Linked DNA regions of Mus musculus: region 2 is linked to region 1. A link is a contact called in public HiChIP or PLAC-seq data. All regions are on one chromosome and are shown on one strand. The core of a region is the stretch at or near the end of the contact, and the rest is flanking DNA. Distances in the headings are between cores, read along the strand shown. Region 1 has its middle 64 kb from the start of Gm39777. Region 2 has its middle 20 kb from the start of Gm39777.

Region 1 (4,643 bases), core at 978-3,477:
TGGCTCCCCAGCAGGAACCAGGCAAGTGTTGGTACCTAATGGAGCCCTCCTCCATAATAGCGCTCCCTCAGTTGGGAGGAGCACTGCTTGCCTCCTTCCGGGGCTGAGGTGGCCCATCCCCACCTGCCTGGGGGTCCCAGGAGGGAACAAGTGAGACCCCACAGATATGGTAACACAAGTCTAAGACCTTCTTAAGGGAAGGAAAGAAATTGTGGTCCTTCTCAGGAGGGGCCACACCTATTGCAGCCATGCCAGCCTTGGATCCTGGAAGCTTCCTGGGGGTGGGAGGAGTGTGCAGTGGGAGACCAGTTGGATCTAGGTTTTGTCCTAGGTGGTCTTGGGCCCTGGGCATGTGATGGCCTCTGTCATGACAACCCTACCTTCCTCCTACAGAAGGTCAAATTTTCTCCAGGTTTTACCATCTGTCTCTCCTGCTGCCCCCACAGGGCTCACAGGAGATAAGGTGATGGCCTCCCTGCCCACCTTGCCCTGGGGAGACTATCTAGTCAAGGGTTAACCTGGCAGGCTTGGTTTGGCCACACCCTGCACAGTTTCCAAAGGCATGGCTCTGACCCAACTCCTGGTAGGTGACCTCTGACCTCAGCCCACTTGGAGAGTCTGGCCTGACAGTGTCTGTGTTTGCCTGACCGTCTCGGGTCACCTCAGTGGTCCTTGCTGACAGTGTGATTTATGGTGGGGCCTTGAGCCATGCTAGGTCACTTGATCTCAGCAGAGCTGAGACCGCAATTTTCTTACATGGTGCTCAGGCAGCCCACTTCCAGTAACAACCCCCTCCCCAGTGTGGAGGCCCCATAGGCTCACCTGGCTCACTCACACACATTCAGGAGACCGTGCAGACAACACGCCTTCTCTGGATGGGAACCTGTGACAGTATAGGCCTGGCTTCTCCTGGGCTCTGTCCTCTCTGCTGGTGTCTGCATGCATCCTGTCCCTAAGCAAGCCCCAAGCGTTAGGAGAGCTGCCGGGAGCTCCAAGGCTCTCAACACATCCCTGGATCTGAGGTGGCCTTGGAGACCCAAAGCTTCAGGACTAGCATTTCAGTTGAGTGGTTGGGAGGGCAGGAGACAGGGAGGTGTCGTGGGTCATTCTGTAATAGCCTGGGGCTCATAGGTCTTGCCTTACAGTTTATTGATTCCTTTCCTAGCTTGCTGACCCCTTGATGGCCTCAACTCCCTCTCTCTCTGACTACTTGGGTCAGCACTCCAGGGCAGGAATATACTGGGTAGGGCCAGCATCTCTTAAGATAGCATTGAGGCTTAGTGTTTTGTGGGGCAGTAGAAGCTGGCCACTGCTCCCAGAAAGGCTTCCTTGACATCCAGGAATGGTGGAACATAGCATGTGCCCCTGTGGACAGCTCTCCCATAGTGCCTGTGGCCTAGTAGTTCCAGGTCCAGCCCTGAGCCTTGGGCATAGCTCTTCAGTAAGGGATGCCTGTCCCTGTGTGCTCCTGTGTGGCCCTGTGTGGCCCTTGCTTGCTTTGGAGCCTCTGATGATTGTCCTGCAAAGCTGTAGAGTCCATCCCCTCTTTCCTCTGCTCCAGTGTCTACCTGACCAGGGACTGTGTCTGTCTCCAGGTGGTCTCATCCAGGTGAGGTGAACCCAGCTGCCAGCTCAGACGAAGACTGATCTCAATGAAAGCTCTAGCCACCGCCTTCATAGCATGGAGACCCTAGCTACATGTGTAGTTGGCCCGATGCCAGGTCAGTCTGAACGTGGGCCTGATCTCGACCACAGTGCCTTGGTCTCTACTCAGCCACAGTCTGGCTGAGGCCTCCCCATCTGAGCCAGAGGCAGTGTGAACCCCTCAGCCCCTCAGCCATGTCCTCAGGATCCTAGGCATGGGGTGAAGAAGACATGGACTTTGAAGGGTGTCTGATGTGCCTGATTCTTTGAGTATGGCCACTCCCCCGCCCGCCAGGCCTGTAGACGTGGCTGCCCCCACACTGCCACGTCGCTACTTCCACCCCAGCCGGCAGGAAGCTGCTCACTCTCGCTCCCTCTTTGTAAATTTTTGGAGGGTTGTTGTTGCAGGGAACATCTGGATGGGGCCCAAGGAACATAATAAAAAGGAGAGAGGCCTGGGGAGGAGCGGGGGCTGGAGGTCGGAAAAACCATCTGACTTCGCTTTGCGGAGACAGCTGCAATTATGCTGCCGAGGCTTTTGCAGCCGCTTCAGACCACGCCGCTGACGTCAGTGGGAAACTATGAAGCTCGCCATGGTTTGGTGACACAGAACATGAGATACATCCCAAGCTCCCTCCTAGCCCTGCTTGGAGTGGGATGGCGGATGGGTTTCCCCGGAAGTGCATAGTCCAGGGTCTCTCTAGGGAATAACCGGGCTCTCCCATCCAGGCCTTCCATGTGACAGGAGGCTGAGCACAGAGCTTCATCCCATGCTTACATTGCTAGCTCCATGGAGAGAGGCACCCTGGCCTTTTCTCCAGCAAGCTCTGTCATCCCTCCATCACCCCCCAGGGCCTGACAAGGGACATGGCCATCAGGGTGTCCTTCTTTCGGTGTCCTCCAGCTCCGGCAACTTTTCGATGCTTCCTGTGGTTTTATAGGGCTGGCTGTCAGTGCCTCTCATGGTGTCCTCGATCTTGGCCACTCGCTGTGTACTATGGGGAGGAATGCAGCTCGGACCATCCTTCTGTCCCTCCTGAGCCAGAACAATCCTGAGCTAGGTAGGTGCCTTGCCCCTGTGGTCTTTGTTGTACGAGGAGGTATTGCAAAGATTTCAGGGTCTCCAGGGACACTGGTACATGCAATAGGTCCAGCCCTCCAGGAGGGGTCCACAGCCTCCCTGCTAGGCCTGTGCACTTTCTGCCATTGCAGTCAGGCTCCTCTAGGTTGGAAAGGCTTGCCGCTCGTGAGGACGTGCGGGACATACGTGTTGCCGTCTTTGTACATGGTACAGACATAGGTCTGACAAAACAGCCTCATATTGGTTTTGAAAATGTGGCATAAAATTAAATCTGATGGAGCTGCCTGCTGCCCGCTGCACAGGGAAACAGTGTGAGTGTCTGTGGAAGGCTGTGCTTGGGGACCCAGCCCTGCAGGGCTCAGGCCCTACAGCTCTACCGGGTTGAACAAACCTGTGGCTTCTTAGGGTCCTGTGAGCCATCCCACAGCTTGAAGGTACACTTTATAGGTGGGGAGCTCAGGTCATATCATTTGTCACTGGACTTAGGTTGGCTGGGCCTCTGCCAGGAAGAGAGGCCTAGGTCCTAAAGGCTATGTAGCTGACCTTAGGGCCCTGCTTAGAGAAGCCCTCGCTTTGACAGGAGCCAGGGCCCAAGCAATCTGACAAGAAGCCATCTGGCAGCAGGGATCCCTGAGTCACAGCTGGGATGTGAGCCCCTGGGAGGCCTGAAGACATTTTTTTCCCCCTGTGGAAATAGCTGTGGGCTCCTGAACTGACCCCTCCCGCTGCCTTTGGGGGCCCTGGGGTTGAGCAATACTGTTGTTCACCACTAGTGGGGCTGACCACCTTTGTGGGACTTTCAGTCGGCCTGAGCTGAAGCCAGAGCATCACTCTGTGGCAGACAGCTGGACTTGGGCCTAGTCGTGTCTCAGCGAGGGCTTCTCCTTGGAGCCTCTGTTCTGGTCCCTGTCTGATAGAGCCTCCTGGGCAGGCGACATGGTGGCCATCTTAGACAGGCATACAAGAAGATTAACCTGGCTGAAGTTGTCTCTTGTGACCTGCTCAAGGAAAGGGAAGGGCTGGTAGGCCTTAGGCAGTTGTGTTTGTTCTCCTGAGGCTGGGAAGTGATGTCTGCTGCCTGATGCGACTGCTGGACACGGGGAGCAACTGCTCTGAAAAATTCCCCAATGAAGTCCTTCCCCTGGTTGCCCATTTTTGTGGGAGGCACCTATCTGCCTTGTGTCCCCATTAGGTCTCTGCGGGGGTTCCTGAGTGGTCAGTAAGATTTCTCTGGTGTGCTGGAAGACCTCTGTGTCTCCCAGGGTTAACTGCACATGTACGTAGGGTGATGCTGAGGTTGTAATAGGGGCTTGCGAAGATCAGGAATCTGCAGGAGGGCTGAGACTCACTCCCATCCCACAAGAGGCTGCTCCAGGCTTCAGGTACCCATGGAAGCCGTGACCACAGGAGAGGAAAACTTAAAAGGGAGTTGGTCTCTGCAGCTACCACCAAGGCGAACCCTGCTCCAAGAAGTCCACCAAGGCTGACCCTGTCAGGCCCAACTTCCTCCTTTGCAGGATTCTGCCCAATTCAGCAGTCCCTGTAGACCACAGGGACTGATGGGTGTCCTGCTAACACAGGCACCACACACTGGGTGTAGTTAGCTCTACACTCTGCGTACAGTTGTGACAATGACTTTGGGTCTCCTGCAGTGATTTGGGGCTCACCGCTCACCCCACTTTTGAGAATATCCTTCAGAAAGTAGGGCATGGATCAGAATCAAGTCTGAACCCAGAGCTAGGTCCTAACTTTGGCCCTTAGGAGCAAGGACGTCAGAAATTTGCTCATAGACTTCGGTGATCCTATTGACCCTTCATGAAGGTCTTAAGTTCTGAACTTCCCAGGTCCCCATCTGAGAGATCTGCTGAATGACAGATGAGATGCTGAGAGGCCCATGGAGGAAAGGTACCCACTGAGG
Region 2 (4,643 bases), core at 1,196-3,695, 84 kb after region 1:
CACATGCATGCGTGGTCCCAGGCCTGATTCTGGGGACTTTAATATGTAAACGGTGTTCAGTGTTCACATGAGAAGAGATGGTAAGACAGACATCTCGACACTAGCATCTTTCTCAAGAATGGCTCGGAGCAGGACAAAGATGTGCAGCTTCCCCTGGGCAGTGTGACAGTGTTGATGAGGTTGGAGGGACATATGTCCTCACCAGGACACAGATCAGGCTGTCAGAGAGCAAAAGACTGATAAACCACACTTCATTGTCACTGGAGAATACAGTTCATCAGAAGTCTCGCCATGATCAAACCAGAGACTCTCGAGGGGAAGTGGACATCAACGACAGATGGACCCGAGAGGACTTGAACCCAGAGCACTGCAATCAGACTTCTGACAAATCCACAATTCACTCACACTGTAACTGGAGCGTGGCATTGGAGTAGGAGCCTCAGGAAACAACTTTTGGATGTGATGTTTAATACTGAATGCCAACCTGACAGGATCCAGCATCACAAGGCTCCAAGCCTGTGTCGTCAGGGAGGTATTTTCTAGACTAAGTCGAGTGTGAAGACATGCTTTAAAAGTGGCCCCGCTCTTCTACAGATGGGACCCTGAACTCAGGGAGAAAAGGAAGCTTTTCTCTCACTGCTTCCTGTATGTGGATGAAATGAGAGCGGCAGGGCCGGCTTCCTGCACCTGACGCCTGCCAGGATGGGCTCCATCCCTCTGAAAGGCCTGCCTCCAGGATCTGCTTTGTGGAGGCATTTCCTCAGAGAAACAGAAAAGCAACCTAGCAAGCGGTGGCTGTACAGACTGGGAATGTAGTAACTGCCGTGGGATAGATCGCTTAAAACAGGTCATTTATGAGATCGAACTTCACCTCAATAAACATTTTAAACCAAATGAAATAAGCCACAAGGACACAATGAGCCAACATGGCTCAAATTAAAAACAACTGACAAACCAGAAGTCAGAGGCGATGTGAGCTGCTGAACTCCCTCCCTGTGGGGTGGGGAGAGGAGGTCTGCCACCCCTGACTCTAAGCTGAGAGTACACAAACTCTGTGATGTTGCAACTTGGCTCCTTGAGAGCTTGGGTGGAGAGTGGGTAAGGGGTCCTTCCACACAAGAAAGACACAGGTAATAGGCGTCTAGGGCCAGGGAGAGCTGTCAGGTGAACCCTGGGAGCTGTGCTGAGGAATGTATATGAAGGGGATGGGAATCCATTGCCTGTGTCACCAAGAGATTACCAGGGAGGGTGTCGGTGACAGCAGAGAACAACCCAGAGGAGAGGCATTGCTGAACCTTCTCAAGAAGGTCTTCGGAAGGGGAGGAGGTCTCAGAACCTAATAGGGACCCAAAGAGCCAGCTATGTGACAATTCTGAGGGGACCAGAGATGTGCAGGGCAAAGCTCACCCTCCTACCAGTCACATTTGCCACATTCTGTTTTCTGATGCTTAGATGTTTCAAGGATTCTGATATCCCAAGAGGCTAATTCCTGAAGACAGCCAGGGGCGGCTTGCCTGTGAACACACCTTCTAAGACACATGCCAATCACCAAGGCTCTATAGCCCCACCTACCTTCCCCAGAGAACAACCACAACCACTCTCCAGGTGATACTTTCTGGGACACCCCTCCTACAGCTCAGCATCCTCTAGTTATCAGCCACAGGGAAGCCTCCCTTGGCCCTTCCTGCAGAAACCACAGTGAAGCCGCCCCCCACCCCCACCTTGCTGCTCCCCACCCCCTGCTGCTTCCTAAAAGTCCCAACCCTTTCTGGAGTGTGTGGTTCTGTGCAGCCCCTCATCACATCCTTGTGAGCACTCAGCCTAGGACCCGCCAACACTATGCAGAGGAACCTCAGGCCTAGCACAAACAGACTCCTTTTTGGAATTTTTTGGGACAAGGAATAAAGGACTCTGGATAGTAACAGTGTCTAACCTGGTGTCTTCTGGTATGAACTGGTCATTTTTGCCAGAATATCAGTATAGTCACTAGGGTATCAAACTAGAAGAGGCATTTGTGAGTTCTGGAGTCCCGGATCATCCATCATCAGCCACCCCTCCCCCCCAGCAGAGCAGACCTATGGTAGAATAGCCATGGGCAGTCACTGGTTTAGCGAACAACAAGGCAACGCTGTGCCATGACCCCTTGATCGCAGGCTGCCCTCTCCTGTGAACGACTCACAGTCTGAAATGGGCTATTTTTATCTGCTCCTCAGGGCAGATCCAGCAAGATGCCTCGCTGGCAGGAAGCCGCTGCTGCTCAACAGTCTCCCCGTTGCTCCAGCGGAGCCGGGCTCTTAGAACAAGATGGAACTTTCTTCATCTTCTATGTCCTCTGATTCAATCAGGCCCTGCCTGCCCTCCCTGGGCCCCCTCTGGTGGGGAGGGACCTGAGCCTCCTCCCCTGCTGCTGCTGTGGCCACATGTGCAATGCCAGCCCCCCACCTGCTCTGACTCAGCCTGAAAACATTCTCTGGGGAAGCTTCTACCCCTCCCTGCCTGGGCCCCAGTTTCCCAGGCTTAGGCATTGCACAAGCAATTGCAATGCCTGGATCTGGGCTCAGGGCTCTGGTGTGAGGGCCAGACATACAAAGCAGACAGTGCTAGGACCAAGAGGAGCCACAGTGAGCCAACTGATCAGAGGGGCTCTGGGAGTCCTCCTAAAACCTACCCTGGGTCGCCATTGCAGCCAGCTATACCAAGGGCCTGTCTGAAAGCAGTGGCTACTCTGTAACTGCCCTCAGAGTAGGGAGAGAGATCTGGTTGCCCGGGGGCAGGGAGGGGGGTACGGGAAAGCCATGTCCAGTTCCCTCCTGATCTCCCAAGGCAGGGGAATGAGCATCCAGAGGGTGGGACAGAAATTGGCCATGAGAGGAGACAGAGGGAAACCCTGTTGCCACTGCTTCCTGCAGCCTTACAGCACCCCAATCCATCTCTTCAGAGATGTCTTCAGATGCCCTTCAAAGGCCACCCCTCTTCCTCTCTGAGTTTATTCTCAATGCTGCAGACTGTAGCCATCCTGGTGCTTGGCTCACATTAGTCTGAGCTCTGCCTGCACAGAAATGGAGCCTGTGTGCATTCCTCAGTTTCTCTATCTACAGGCAGAGGTGGGCTAGGCCCTTACTTGGGGAGTCTCTGTTGGTACTGAGCTCCTGCTGAAATCTTGGGGGGTGCAAGGTTTAATTATGGCCATGGAACCTGCCATCCTTTTCTTCCCAGGAAGGGACCAGCTTCTCTGATTCCAGATGAAGCCTGGGGCATAAGCCCAGTGATGTCTTCCCATCTCCCCCATGACAGGCCTGCTCTACAGGTGTCTTCCAGTTCTCTCCTCTGTCCCAGTGCAAGGAAGGAAATGTAAACTCTTCTGTCCCCAAACCCGCTCTTACCAAATGAAGTCACAGCAACAAGTGGCCTTCCAGTCCTTCTTTGCCTGTGGCCCCAACCTCTCACACTGCTGGTGGGTAAGCAGAGCAGGCCTGTCCTGGCTTTGAGGTGAAGGGTCTCTGTGCAGGTGAGCTATTCGACTAGCTGGAGGACACTGTACGTGGGTGCACAGCCGACCATCAGTCTGCATACTCCATCATGACCATGTGTGCACGTTATGCTTTCGCTCGCAGGCAGCATGCTGGCATGGTGGAATCCGCTCTGGCAGGTCCTCACAGGATGGGCTCTGAGGGAAAGTGCAGAGAACATGAGGCCCTGGAAGAGCTGAGACTACTCTGTCTGTGGCTCCTAGCCTGGTTATTCCATGGAGTCTGTGATTGTCATTAGCCTGCTGGTTTTCCAACCAAGGGATATTGCCAGCTTGTTTACTGGCTTTCTGGATGGAGCAGTCTGAAGCCTCCATGACACACATTTTCCATAGGAAGGGGTCTCCAGCTTCCAAGGGATGTAGTCCGTGGGTCTGAGTGATATACTCCAGCCTAGACTGAGTCCCGGGTGTCAAACCTTCTGATGTTTCCAGAGAGAAGGCAGGGTCTATTCTACAACACCCCGAACACAGGCTTCCCCAGGATCTGACACACTGCTAGGGCTCCAAGTCAGCTTGTGCTGTTGTCTGGGTGGGGGAAGAGCAGAAAGGAGACACACACAGAGACTCAGGGGTGGTGGCTGAGGACACCATGTCCATACCAGGTGAAAATAACATTCTCTGATGCCCTCAATTGTCTTTTCATAAACGTGTTAGGGACAGAGGGTCTCTGCCTTTGCCATGTGACAGCCTCACTGCCTTCTTTCTTTGTGAAGCATGTCTGTCAGTTGTCCCCAACCTGTCAGAGTTCAGCCAACACCTATTGAGAGGCAGGAAGGACAGGGCCACAGACCACAGAGTCCAAGCAGGAGGAAGGTCTCTGCCCTTCCCCATCCCGCAGATAGTCTATGGACCCATCCACCTTCCCCTCAGATGTAGACACTGTCCCTGAACTACGAATGGGGACCATCATGTCATAATATATGTGAGGTCCTAGAGTGGACTATACCATGTCACCCATCCTTGGACCTGTTGACAGGTCTTCCATTAAGTTCACTGACGTGGATGAATGGGTCCCCATGGAGGGTCAGCCCAGTCTCCCTTGGCTACAAGGCCTGCATAGTGCATTCCAGCCCCCACACTCTCTGCAAGGTCCCCATGGCCTTGAGATTGGGTG

What was found. HiChIP or PLAC-seq counts read pairs in DNA pulled down with a chosen protein or histone mark.
Region 2: a contact with region 1 is called in a CTCF HiChIP or PLAC-seq map of the NIH/3T3 cell line, with 30 read pairs. The contact joins two enhancer-like sites. A contact is called at or near these places in 2 of 15 datasets of contacts at CTCF or cohesin (both in the NIH/3T3 cell line), 14 of 484 Hi-C or Micro-C datasets (the 3T3-L1 cell line, the C2C12 cell line, Th1 cells and 5 more), 5 of 115 datasets of contacts at active chromatin or transcription factors (the NIH/3T3 cell line, embryonic fibroblasts, fibro-adipogenic progenitors and 2 more) and 1 of 9 other capture datasets (embryonic stem cells).

The regions. Positions count from the first base shown.
Region 1 is chr2:27,772,399-27,777,041 of GRCm38.p6, forward strand. No RefSeq gene overlaps it. Among named protein-coding and RNA genes, the nearest start is that of Gm39777, 64 kb to the right of the region's middle. Within about 2 kb of position 2,228, at least 91 of the 459 cell types and tissues checked have an H3K27ac peak or open chromatin away from gene starts, as enhancers often do. A contact at or near this core is called in the C2C12 cell line, the NIH/3T3 cell line, embryonic fibroblasts and 4 more, where this site is marked.
Region 2 is chr2:27,856,281-27,860,923 of GRCm38.p6, forward strand. No RefSeq gene overlaps it. Among named protein-coding and RNA genes, the nearest start is that of Gm39777, 20 kb to the left of the region's middle. Within about 2 kb of position 2,446, at least 111 of the 459 cell types and tissues checked have an H3K27ac peak or open chromatin away from gene starts, as enhancers often do. A contact at or near this core is called in the C2C12 cell line, the NIH/3T3 cell line, embryonic fibroblasts and 4 more, where this site is marked.